Regions from separate parts of the Pan troglodytes genome. Here region 2 is linked to region 1. A link is a contact called in public HiChIP or PLAC-seq data. All regions are on one chromosome and are shown on one strand. Each heading gives the region's core, a stretch centred on a gene start, on an enhancer-like site or on the middle of the called end of the contact. The rest is flanking DNA. Distances are from core to core; before and after follow the strand shown. Region 1 holds the start of TMEM31 (transmembrane protein 31). Region 2 holds the start of RAB9B (RAB9B, member RAS oncogene family).

Region 1 (5,377 bases), core at 1,201-3,700:
ATAAAAAAGGCAACTGCAGAGTAAAGAGAACATTATTTGGGGAATTAAAAAACAAGAAAGAAAACATTTAGAAGCCTTGATGTGATATCCTATTATAGAATGGAGATGAGGAAGGGTATGAGAATGAAACATCGAAATATTTCCACTTACTTGGTTTGTTTTCCTGCACTCTTCTTGACACTCCAGTCAACATTAGCCAAAGCAGGGAACAAGATATTTCTAATGTATTTTGAGGCTTGGAAAGACAAGTCATCATGGTTAAACAACAGAGTACTATTAGGGGCTTGGGCTAGAGGCAGGTGAAGTTCAAATCCTGGTTCCCATACTTGTTGCGTACACTAAGAAAATAATTTGACATATCTACACATTAGTTTTTAATCTGTAAAATAGGACTGATAATATGGAGGGTGTCTGAAAACATATACTGTGCATCATTTATTATTTTGCTTTACATTCTGTAGCACCCTCTAGTGGTGTGTACAAAAATATGCATTGCATTTCTACTCTCCAAAGCAGTGGCTCTCAAACTTCAGTGTGTGCTGGAATCACTGGGATAGTTTGTAATAACACAGATTACTAAACCCCACCCTGCGAACTTCTGATTCATTAAGTTTGAGGTGGGACCTGAGAATCCGAATTTCTGACAACTTTTCAGGTGACGCTGATGTTTCTGGTACATCCAGGAAACACACCTTGGGAACCAGTGCTCTAAAAAAATCCCTCCTGTGTGGTGTACAAGTATATAAGATAGATAATTGAAAGGGGTATGATTTTTGTTGTTTGACTTTGATCCAGTAGTGCTCATCTAATAAGGACTTGGTGATGAATAAAAAAATAGACGTGAACGATATAACACAGCATCTAAAATATAGAAAGCATACAAAAAAACTGAGGATCACAAAACATAAATCATTTGCCCAGGGTACTGAGACTAGTAAGTGGTGGAATGAGGTTTACAATTAGGTCTCTTTCTCTTACTCCAAAGACACAATAAAGTTTACCAATACCACTACAGAAAATAGGGTGCAAAAACACATATCTGATACAAATTTCAAGAGAAAAGGAAAATCAGTTTTCAATACCAGGGTCCAGGTTTTACTGATGAGTTCTTATCTATCTTTACTGACGGAACAGCTATCTGTATTTTCAGTTTGGGTGAGTTGCAAGCATTTGAAAAGGTGAGGAAAAAGGGTTAGGATCTTCAGCATCAGTGCTTGGGTCATTCATTAACTCTTTGATTAAACAAGGCAAAGACAAAAGAAGAGAGGGATGGAGAGGGGCCTTTTTTTTTTTTTTAACCCAAGGAGAAAAGGAAAGAAATGAGCAAAATTATTTGGATCTTGGGTCACAGTCCCCTGCCTACTAGTGCTATTTACAGAAGTTGATTTTATTTTTTCCTAGGAATGAACGATATCCATGATGCCTATAGATATTACCGTTCAGCAAATCAGAAAGGGGAGGGGGGAGGGAAACAAAATCCCAGAATCCCAGGGACCAAACAGCCAATCCTTTGCTGGGATTTGGCGGCATCTAGTGGCAGACTCGAGAGGTATAAACCTTACCCACAGAACTTTCTGGAAAATTAACAGTGCGTATTTGCCTGAAGAAGGTTAGTGTGCTTGCTTGGAGATCAGGACGCAAAGGTAAGAGCGCCTCAGTCGCCACAGAAATCCGGAGTCCCTAACGGAGGGGAAGGCTGTCGTAGATAGATATCCTCATAGGAAAATTGTATTTGTGCCAAGAGAACTGCACGCAACCTTGAAGGGAGGGGGGAGGTGTGGAGGAGGGGAGGGAGGACGATACTAGAGAACTTGAAAGAAGCCTCCCTTTGGAGTTGCTAATGCGGCGATGGAAGGGTTTGGCTCTGAATCATTGGAGGGCTGTGGTTTACGACAGGATTTTGGCACAGAGGAAAACGTAGGAAGTGTATTTTTAAAGTAATTAAATCAGTACGGAAAGCCAAAATATTTCTGACAGTGCCCCTTTATCTGTTATTGTCGCCTTTCCTTAATTATTTATTTTCCTTTTCATTAGAACATTTTCAAATATAATACAGAAATAGATAACAACCTGCGCGCAGTAGCTAACCCCTCCCTGCACCGCCCCCACCATCACGCACGCGCGCGCGCCCGCCGTGGCTCTCACCAGTCCCGACGCCAGGGGCGCACGCCTGCGCAAACACAGCACCTCCCGAGCCACGAGGGCCGCTCACACAGCAACCCCAGGACCACGCGAGCCTGCCCGCGCACTAACACACTGGCCTTAATGCCTTGCGCCCGTTGCACTCACGACCCTCACTTGCAAACACAGCAGAACTCCCACTGCGCCTTTTTTTTCCGTGTTCGGGGAGTTGCGCCACAGGACTGGGGGCGTGGCCCCAGATTTGACCTCGCGCTTCCCCACTCGCGGGAACCTTAGCTCATTTCCGCCTATCCTATTTCCGCAGGCCACGTAGACACTTCCTCTCCCAGTGGGGGGGGGGGGGAAAAACACAAACCCATAATGCCTCCCTGCAGGAAAAAAAAAAAAAAGGAAAAGGAAAAAAAAAACCCTCTGGTCAGAGGAACTCTGGGTCGTGAAATAGGCCACGTGAACATTCTGCCCTGTAGACTTATGACCCAACGGCTGTCACTCTTTTGGAGGGCGGGCTAAAAAAAAAACCTAAGAGGGCGAACGTCATTGGCCGGAACTCGCACTAACGGAGGAAGAGGATTGGTTTGCTGTAGACCTTAACAGTGAAGAAGCAGGTTGCTAGCACCCGCCTTTACTGCGGCGAAGTGTCATTGCTGACGTGGGGGTGGTTGTCCAATCATTTGGTTATGGAACATTCTAAAACTTAGACAAGACGATTGTGATTGGCTGAAGGGCATACGCCCTCCTCCAGGGTGACGTGTCTGCCTATGGATATCAGTTGCCAGAGAAACCTGGCTTTACTATGGCGGTTGGAGGAACGGCAGTGATCACACGTCGGCTGCTGGGAAGATCTGGATTCTCGTTTCAGGTTTCGGGGTGGGAGTGGGGAGAAAGGGTCGATGATTTCCTTTTTTCGTCGGGTATAGACGGGATTACCTAGTGCCTTCACAATCGGTCAGAGCTGGATTCAGATTCCTGCTCGCCAACGCCCAGCTTGGGCAAGGCTCCTGTTCTTTCTGTGTCTCGGTTTCCATGTTTGTAAAATGGTGATAATAATAGTATCTACCTCAGAGACGTGTACTGTATAATAGTGCGTATAAGGCACGTAATGTGAAGCCTGGCCCCTGAAGATATTAGCTATTGTTATGGAGATAAATAATACGCGTAATAGAATGAGAAAAATTATAAATTATATAAATTCGCTAATTGTAGTGCCCTTTCTGCCATCAACTTCTTTCCTAGAATAAATTAAAGATAAAATAGATATATCAATTTTTACCAATGAAATAATTTGTTATTTGGGAATTGCCTCAAAATAGCAGGGATTGTAATTTTCCTATATTGAAAAGTTAAATAAAAGGTGGGGGGGGGAGTGCAAGAAAGAAAGAGATGGAGAACGAGAGCGAGCTGGAGATGAACCACATGCGACGAGTAGGCCTTGTTTGGATCCTGAATCGAACACACAAACTGTAAAAATATGTTTAAGACGCATCGGGAAAATTGGGACACGGATTCGATATTTGATGTTTTTTAGGGAATTGATGTCAGTTTTTTAGGCGTCACAGTAGTATTGTGATTATGTTTTCAAATTGTCCTTTTTTGTAGAGACATACGAAAATATTTACGGATTAAATAATGTCTGGGATTGGCTTCTAAATACATTAATGACTAGGATTTGCTTCAAAATAATCTCAGCGGTAGGGGGAAATGGGGAGGGGTATAGATGAAACAAAATTGTCCCTAAATTAATAATATTTTTTTGCTGAGTGATAGGCAGTGGGTTGCGTATATTAATCTGCTTTCCTTGGTATACGTTTAAATTTTTCTATAATAAAATACAGAAGTCAGATATTCCGGTGAGCTTGAAAAAGTCGGGGGTGGGGGGGAGCAGTGGGTGGGGTTATAGATGAAACAAGATGGCCTTCAGTTGGTAATTGTTGAAAGCTGGATGATGGATTCGTGTAGGTTTATAATACTATTTCTTTTTTATTTCATCCATTTGAAATTATATTTAAGGAAAGTTAAAAAACAAATTTGTCAGAAATTATACAAATGTACAATAAATTAAATTTGAAAATGTGGCCACAAGAAAGGAAAAAGAAACCCTTGTACATTATTTATCAGCTTTGGTGTCCTTTGTGTGTGATGAAATTGCATTGGCTGATGTAGAAGAAAGCCATATCTCATATCTTTTTATTTTATGTTCTTTCTTGTCCTTTTGTTTGACCTTCTAGGTCACCATCAGAAAAGCTAAGTTTGCTGTATAGTGAGGATCAGGAGATCTGATCCTGATTGCAGAACCTTCCCTGATTACAGAATCTTCGGTAAGTGCCTCCCTTCTGGCCTCAGTTCTCAAACAGGATAATACCACATAACCTTCCTAACTGTCCAGGAATATTTTGAAAATTAATAAGCTCCTATCTGGGAAAGTAGTCTAAATTCTGAGAAGGGAAGGGTGGAGCTAAGTCCATTGATAGTTCCAGTATAGAAAGTGCATAAGCAACAGAGGGCTTTGTAATCTTACATCCCTTGATAAAAGATACTACAGTCAATCCCCTGTAGTAGTTCCACAGTTCCATATATTACATTTTTCCTTGGAGCATCCTATATGCAGCATAGTTTAGTGGTTAAGAGCAAATACTTCCTAAATTTAAATCCTGGCTCTGCCACTTAACTATGTGATCTTGGACAAGATATTTACTCACTTTATACCTAAGTTCCTCGTATATGAAACAGAGATGATAATAATAGTTCCTACTTCATAGGATTGTTGAGAGGATTACATGTAAAGTACCAGGACAGTGCATGGCACATGTAAGTATTTGCTTTAATAATAATTATGGTTCTGTTAGTCCTGATAATCTCATGTTTTATCTACACATTTACACCTACTTCTAAAAGCAGTGGATATATTTCTTTTTGGAATTGTGTAAAAAAAAATAATAATTAATACCGTTGGTTTCTCTTCTCATTTTCCAGAAGCAGCAGTTACCACTAGAACTGAATTCCGAAATTATGACTTCTGGCTTGTCTTAACAATCTAGAAAGGTTTTAAATATATTGATCATATTTATTTATGAGGGAATTTCCAGGAGCTATAATTTTAGCTAGCAGTTCAAACCAAATTTATAAATAAGCAAATCTTTTCACTGAATATTCAGTCTGCTAACAGCTTTTGTATCATTCCTCCTTTGTCTCAGACTTAAAAAAAAAAATCTATTACATGTAATGGAAATATTTCAAG
Region 2 (5,377 bases), core at 1,125-3,624, 150 kb before region 1:
CAATGTATTTCAAACTGATCGGATGAGACTTTGGGAGATCTTGTTCACTGAATGTTGAAAAGCGTGTCTGTGTGTGTGTGTGTGTGTGTGTGTGTGTGTGTGTGTGTGTGAGACTCTGAAGGTAACCCTATCTCTGGTATCCGAACGCAATCTTGGTTTGGCCTTCTATCTACCGACTACACTATGATTCTATTTTGTGTGTGTGTGTGTGTGTGTGTAACTGTGTTATAAAAATAGAATTTTTATTGTGTGTGAAGGACACTATTTGACAGATCTCAATGATTGACCATTGGGAATAGTCCCATCTGAGAGCCACAAAACCATCCACAGCAGTTACTTTGAATCTTCGTGCTGTCCATTTTTGCTGATCCCTCACAACTAGTGTTAGTCATGTTGCTTCCATTCTAGAAAGATAATAGTAGTTGCTTTTTAAGTGGCCTCTAGAGACTCTTTTAATATAGGATTTACATGTAGGAATCTTTGGTCTAACAAAGGATTTTTCTTACCCTTAGGTGTTCCAACATTCACTAAACGTGTGGTGCTTTCAGCAGTTGTGAGATCCTGACTACAGAACGAGGTAGCTTAGAAACTAAAAGATCCTTAAAACTTGCCAGTTGGTTTGGGGGTTTCTCAGAGATTTTTAAACTGTTGGAAAATGGCATCTATGAGAAAATGAAAAAGTAGTCTAGATTGTTACACCTAAAGACGAGTTACTCTAATATGAAGGACTGTTATTTAAAGCATTTCACAAAACTATTTATTGAGGTGCAAAAAGAAAACATTGGAACATCAATATATTTATTTTTCTCATTCTTTTAAAATTTCTGTGCTGGAGTATTTTAATGTTTACTCATTAAAATGTATGTTTAAAGTAATGTGTAATGTATACATGTACAGTAGTACATGTATATAATCTATAAATCCTTATACATATGTTGGGGCCCATGCTCAATAGTTTTTTAATAGAGTAAAATGTATGCGGAAAATTTGATTTAGAGGATTGTGTGAATCTCTTCTTCATCAGAAGAGTGTTTTAGAGTGTATGTGTGGGGAACGGGGTTGGTTTAAATAGGAGCACAAGAGATTCAGTTACATCAATTTATTTTATTTAAATATAACAATTATTAGTGATACAGCATTCATTCATATTCAGCAAATATTTTCTGAGCATGTCCTATGCAGCAAGCATTGCCCTAGGCTCTGTGCATACGGTGGTGAACACAAACGTTGTCCTTGACCTCATAGTCCTTCCCCACTATAGTTTAGTAGGGAAGACAGCTGTCAACAAAATAATCATACACTTAAATGTACCACCAAAAATGGGTAAGTGTTATGAAGGAAAAATACAGCAAGTTACAGGAGGCTACAAGAGTATAAACTGGGGCACCATCTCTATTCTGAGATTATCGAGAAAGGTTATCCTGAGAAGTGACATTTAAGCTGGGGCCTGCGGAGATTGATTGCACGATTGCCTTGTCAAGAGACAGAGGAAGAGTGGCCTAGATGGAAGTAGCGGGTATGTGTGAGGGCCTGGACGGGGTCATGAGATGAGTGAGGGCCTGTGCCACAAGGTCACAGGGTTTCGGGCAATGGGGAAGCTTCAGAGATGGAGCTGCCTGACAGACAGGTGGAGTGCAGGCTAAATGACCTCAGGAGCTTTGTCCTTCTTCAATTCCAGGGGGAAAATCACAAACTAGTTGGAAGTACCAGAGGGCTACAGAAAACAACAAAAAGAGACTAGCTGGTCGGCTAGGCACAATTAAAACATCAAATTCTGCCCCAGCAGCAATTCCGGGAAATTCAAGTAATGCCCCCTGTGTGGCCCTCTAGAACTGTATCTGGTAAGAGTAAAGGGCAGTGTGTCCTCTATGCCTGCGCTACAGATGTGGACATTTTTTTTAATTGCCTGAAAATTTCATAAGCTGTACCCAGCTAGAGGGCCTAGCAATGTGTTGTGATCATGTGTTTTCCTGAGTTATTTGAAACAAGAGGGTGTATGTACTACCCTCTTGGCAAAATTAAAGGATTCTGAGCTAGGATAAATGAGGTAGATCAGAGGATAATTGCAGGAAGTGGGGCAGTGGCTAGCCCTGCTTGAGGGCTTAGGCCCAGGCTGCAGAGGAGCTAAGTGGAAGAGCAATATTTGACGGTCTATTGCCGCTGTGCCTACTAATCGGCTAGGGGAGGAGAAGGAGGACAAGGGAGACCAGGGTTGGACGATGAGCATGAAAGAAGAGTGGGCGAACCAGGGAGCGCTTGCCACATGGAGGGCGGGAGGCGGCTACACCGGGTCCCCACCGCCGAGAAAGGGGCACGAGGAGGCGGCGCGGGCCCCGCCCCCTCCCCTGGCGGGCGCGGGCGCGGGCTCGAGACGCTGCGCGGCGGCAGCGGCGGGCGCGAGCGGCAGCTGTCAGGCCACCGAGGTCCGAGCCGCACTTGCTGCCCCATTGAGGACGAGGAGGCAGCAGGAGCAGTGACGGTGACTCTAAGGAGCCGGACTCCCGGCACGCAGAGCTGACCTGCCTGGCACCCGCGGCCCTCTCCTGTTTCCTTCCCATTGTGTTGGGTAAGGTGCCTGTGCGTGGGCAGGAACAGGGGCTAGGGGCTGGAGGACCCGGAAGGCCGGGAGGTGGGGGGCCTGTGAGAAGAGGGAGAAAGGAAAGTCTAGTTGATCCCCAGGACCACTCGTAGCTTGAGAAAAGGGACTGAGCCGCTCCCGAGGTCGGAGTTGGGGGCAGGTGACAGTGCAGGGGGGCGTTGCTGAGTAATCCCGAGCTGCTGCCAGAGCCGAGCAGAGAGGCGCAGGGCTCCGTGGGGAGCGGGTGTGGCTCAGTGCGCATGCGCCACAGCCGACTAGCTCTAAGAGCTGGGGGTGAGGTGAGAGGACCTGGGTCGGAGGTAGTTGGGACTATGTGTGACATCTCACTTTCTAGGTCCGTAATGCTAACAGTGCCCCTGTCGTAGAGATGCCAGCATTCTTGTCTCCCAAGGAAGCTTTTTTTCCTTGTGTTCAGCTCGCTTGATGTCATCCAAACCTTATCTACCTATTTGTCCCTGGGCAGTCTACTGAGGAAGAAGTGTCCTGGGGACGATGCCAAATTGCTATCTAGTGTGCCTTTGGGCTTATAGCCCTAGAGCTGTCGTTGTGAGCAGTGAAAGGTTAGATGTGGGACTCCACATTGGACCCTTTGAGTTGCATATAGGATATAAATGTGGGCATGAATGTAGGAATAGCGTTTCAGTGGCATGACAGCTGTGGCATTTGGAGTCGGCATGGATGTAGCTGATAACTTGTTAGCTCTGCAAAATGAATCCAGTGCGTCAGAGGGTTTCCCCGCTACGAAGCACCCACCACCAGCACCAACGCCAAGTATTGGGTTGTATTGGAAACACACTCAAACATTCAATCATTTCTCATCCGTGTTGAATTTTACATAAATATAGCCGCGCCCAATTCTTCAGTGCAATATTTCCAATTATTGTGCCAGCATTCAACAGTGAGTTGAGTAGCCCTTACCAGTGTGTCGCCACAAGATGGGCTTTCCCCACAGGTCCAACCATGGCTCCTCCCCTGTACAGACTTCCAACAGTGCCACTCTCATCCAGTGCCTAGCCCTCCCCAGTTGCTCTTCCCCTATCGATCCCTGCAGTACACATCCCTTTCAAGACTTGCCTCCGAGCAATCTGCACTACTGATTTTGAGCATCATTCCACTCCATGGCAACTGAACTGATGCAAATTTGCTTTTCTGCCTCTCTTCTCTCCATCATCATACTAAAATGTACTATTTTCAAAGGTTCAACTTCTTTTTCTTCATTGTACTGCCTCCTCCCCCACCTCCACTCCCACCTCTAAGCATTCCCAACTAAATACAATAATTTGAATAAGGCTTTGTGGGTACGGGCACTGCAGATTCAGAAGGTTTCAAGTGTGTTAAAGAACAAAGAGCTGGGGAGTATTGGTTATGGAAATTCCTAATTCACCTTACTCTCCAAGACTGAGACCCTGATGGGAAAAAAAAAAAAAAGTTAGTAAACTATCCTTAGAGCATGCTCATTAATGAGTTTGTGGGGGTAGGAAAGGGGAATTGCGTCTCTCGAATATTTGACTCAGTTAGAGTCAGATCTTTCTCTGAATGGGATCAAAATCAGAATAAGCGTTTTGGTCCAAATGCTCGCCCGACAGAGGACCCATAAGGGATGCATACATCATTTGACTTTCCTATTTACATATTTAGTGTTATCAAAGAATTCATTTGCCTGCTTAATGTTACCTTGTTTAAAGGTTTGGATTAAATCCGGCATATTCTGGGGGAGGAAAAAATGATTTCATTTGCTTTTATACTGTGCTAGTTCTTTTTAATTTAAGTATGTACTAAAGGACATGACATTCATTTTCAAACAATGATAAATGATTGTGGAGAGGCCAGCACCCACCGACAACATCAACTGGATATCATTATTCTGCTCTTGTTTTGGGTAGGAATGGGGAAATGTATATACTTATTTTTAAAATGTGAGAGTAGGGGGAGGAAAACTGGAGCATTTCCCTTGACTTTCAACAGGTGGAATTCCCATTACGCCCCATCCAGAAAATGATCGAGTCAAGTTCATAACTTCTGCTCTTTAGTTACCTTATAAATAATAGTATTTTGGCATCTTACAGAGCTATGGATCTATTGTACCTTGGCATCAATTCAGAGGCATTAATTCTGGGCACCTACCTAATCATTTAATTGGTAAACAAATATTTATTATATCCATGGAGGATCCTGGTGCTGCACACTGAAGGGGCTTCAAAGATGTATACAGTGAGCTTACTATCTAGGAATTTAAAATTGATCATGTAAGAAAGACAGGAAAAGTTTGTTAACAAAATAAGTCAGTATAATGACATTATTTCAACTGTAAACAATGAAATCCTGAGCTTGCATGTTAATTTGTAAACTCCCTGAGGGCAAGACCTTGCCTTAAACATTTATTAATTCCCAACAGTATCTACATCCAATGGATGTTTGAGTGATGAAGCTTTGCAAAGTAGATTGGGTGGGGAGAAACCAGAAGCAGGGAGAGAAGAACTTTCACAATAGATTAGATGTGAGAAATTGTGGGCCAAAATGAGGATGGTAGCACAGGACTAGAAAATGATACTTCAAGGGAAAATCAGCAGGATTGAATGAAGGCAAGGAGACAAATCTAAACTGTATTCATTTTTACTTCTAGAAAATAAATGGGAGTTGGAGACAGCAGAGGAGAGTGGAGGGTTTCCTTAGTAAGGACACAACACACAATAGGCACTGTAGTGTTTTCTCAAATATCAGTAGCAAGATTGGACCAGAAGACCCTGAAGGTCCCTTCAATGCTGAGATTCTGTGCCA

The links. HiChIP or PLAC-seq counts read pairs in DNA pulled down with a chosen protein or histone mark.
Region 2: a contact with region 1 is called in an H3K4me3 HiChIP or PLAC-seq map of stem cell-derived excitatory neurons, with 6 times the contacts expected there. The contact joins the promoter of RAB9B here to the promoter of TMEM31 in region 1. A contact is called at or near these places in 3 of 7 Hi-C or Micro-C datasets (induced pluripotent stem cells and stem cell-derived neural progenitor cells) and 1 of 1 datasets of contacts at active chromatin or transcription factors (stem cell-derived excitatory neurons).

Annotation. Positions count from the first base shown.
Region 1 is chrX:101,299,184-101,304,560 of NHGRI_mPanTro3-v2.0_pri, reverse strand. TMEM31 (transmembrane protein 31) reads right to left here and starts at 2,450. Exons shown (of 6, transcript XM_054676933.2): 1 at 2,146-2,450; 2 at 151-338. The coding sequence starts at 256. MORF4L2 (mortality factor 4 like 2) reads left to right here and starts at 1,586. Exons shown (of 3, transcript NM_001098562.1): 1 at 1,586-1,643; 2 at 4,368-4,457.
Region 2 is chrX:101,453,640-101,459,016 of NHGRI_mPanTro3-v2.0_pri, reverse strand. It overlaps RAB9B (RAB9B, member RAS oncogene family), which reads left to right and starts at 2,374. Exons shown (of 3, transcript XM_009439428.3): 1 at 2,374-2,566.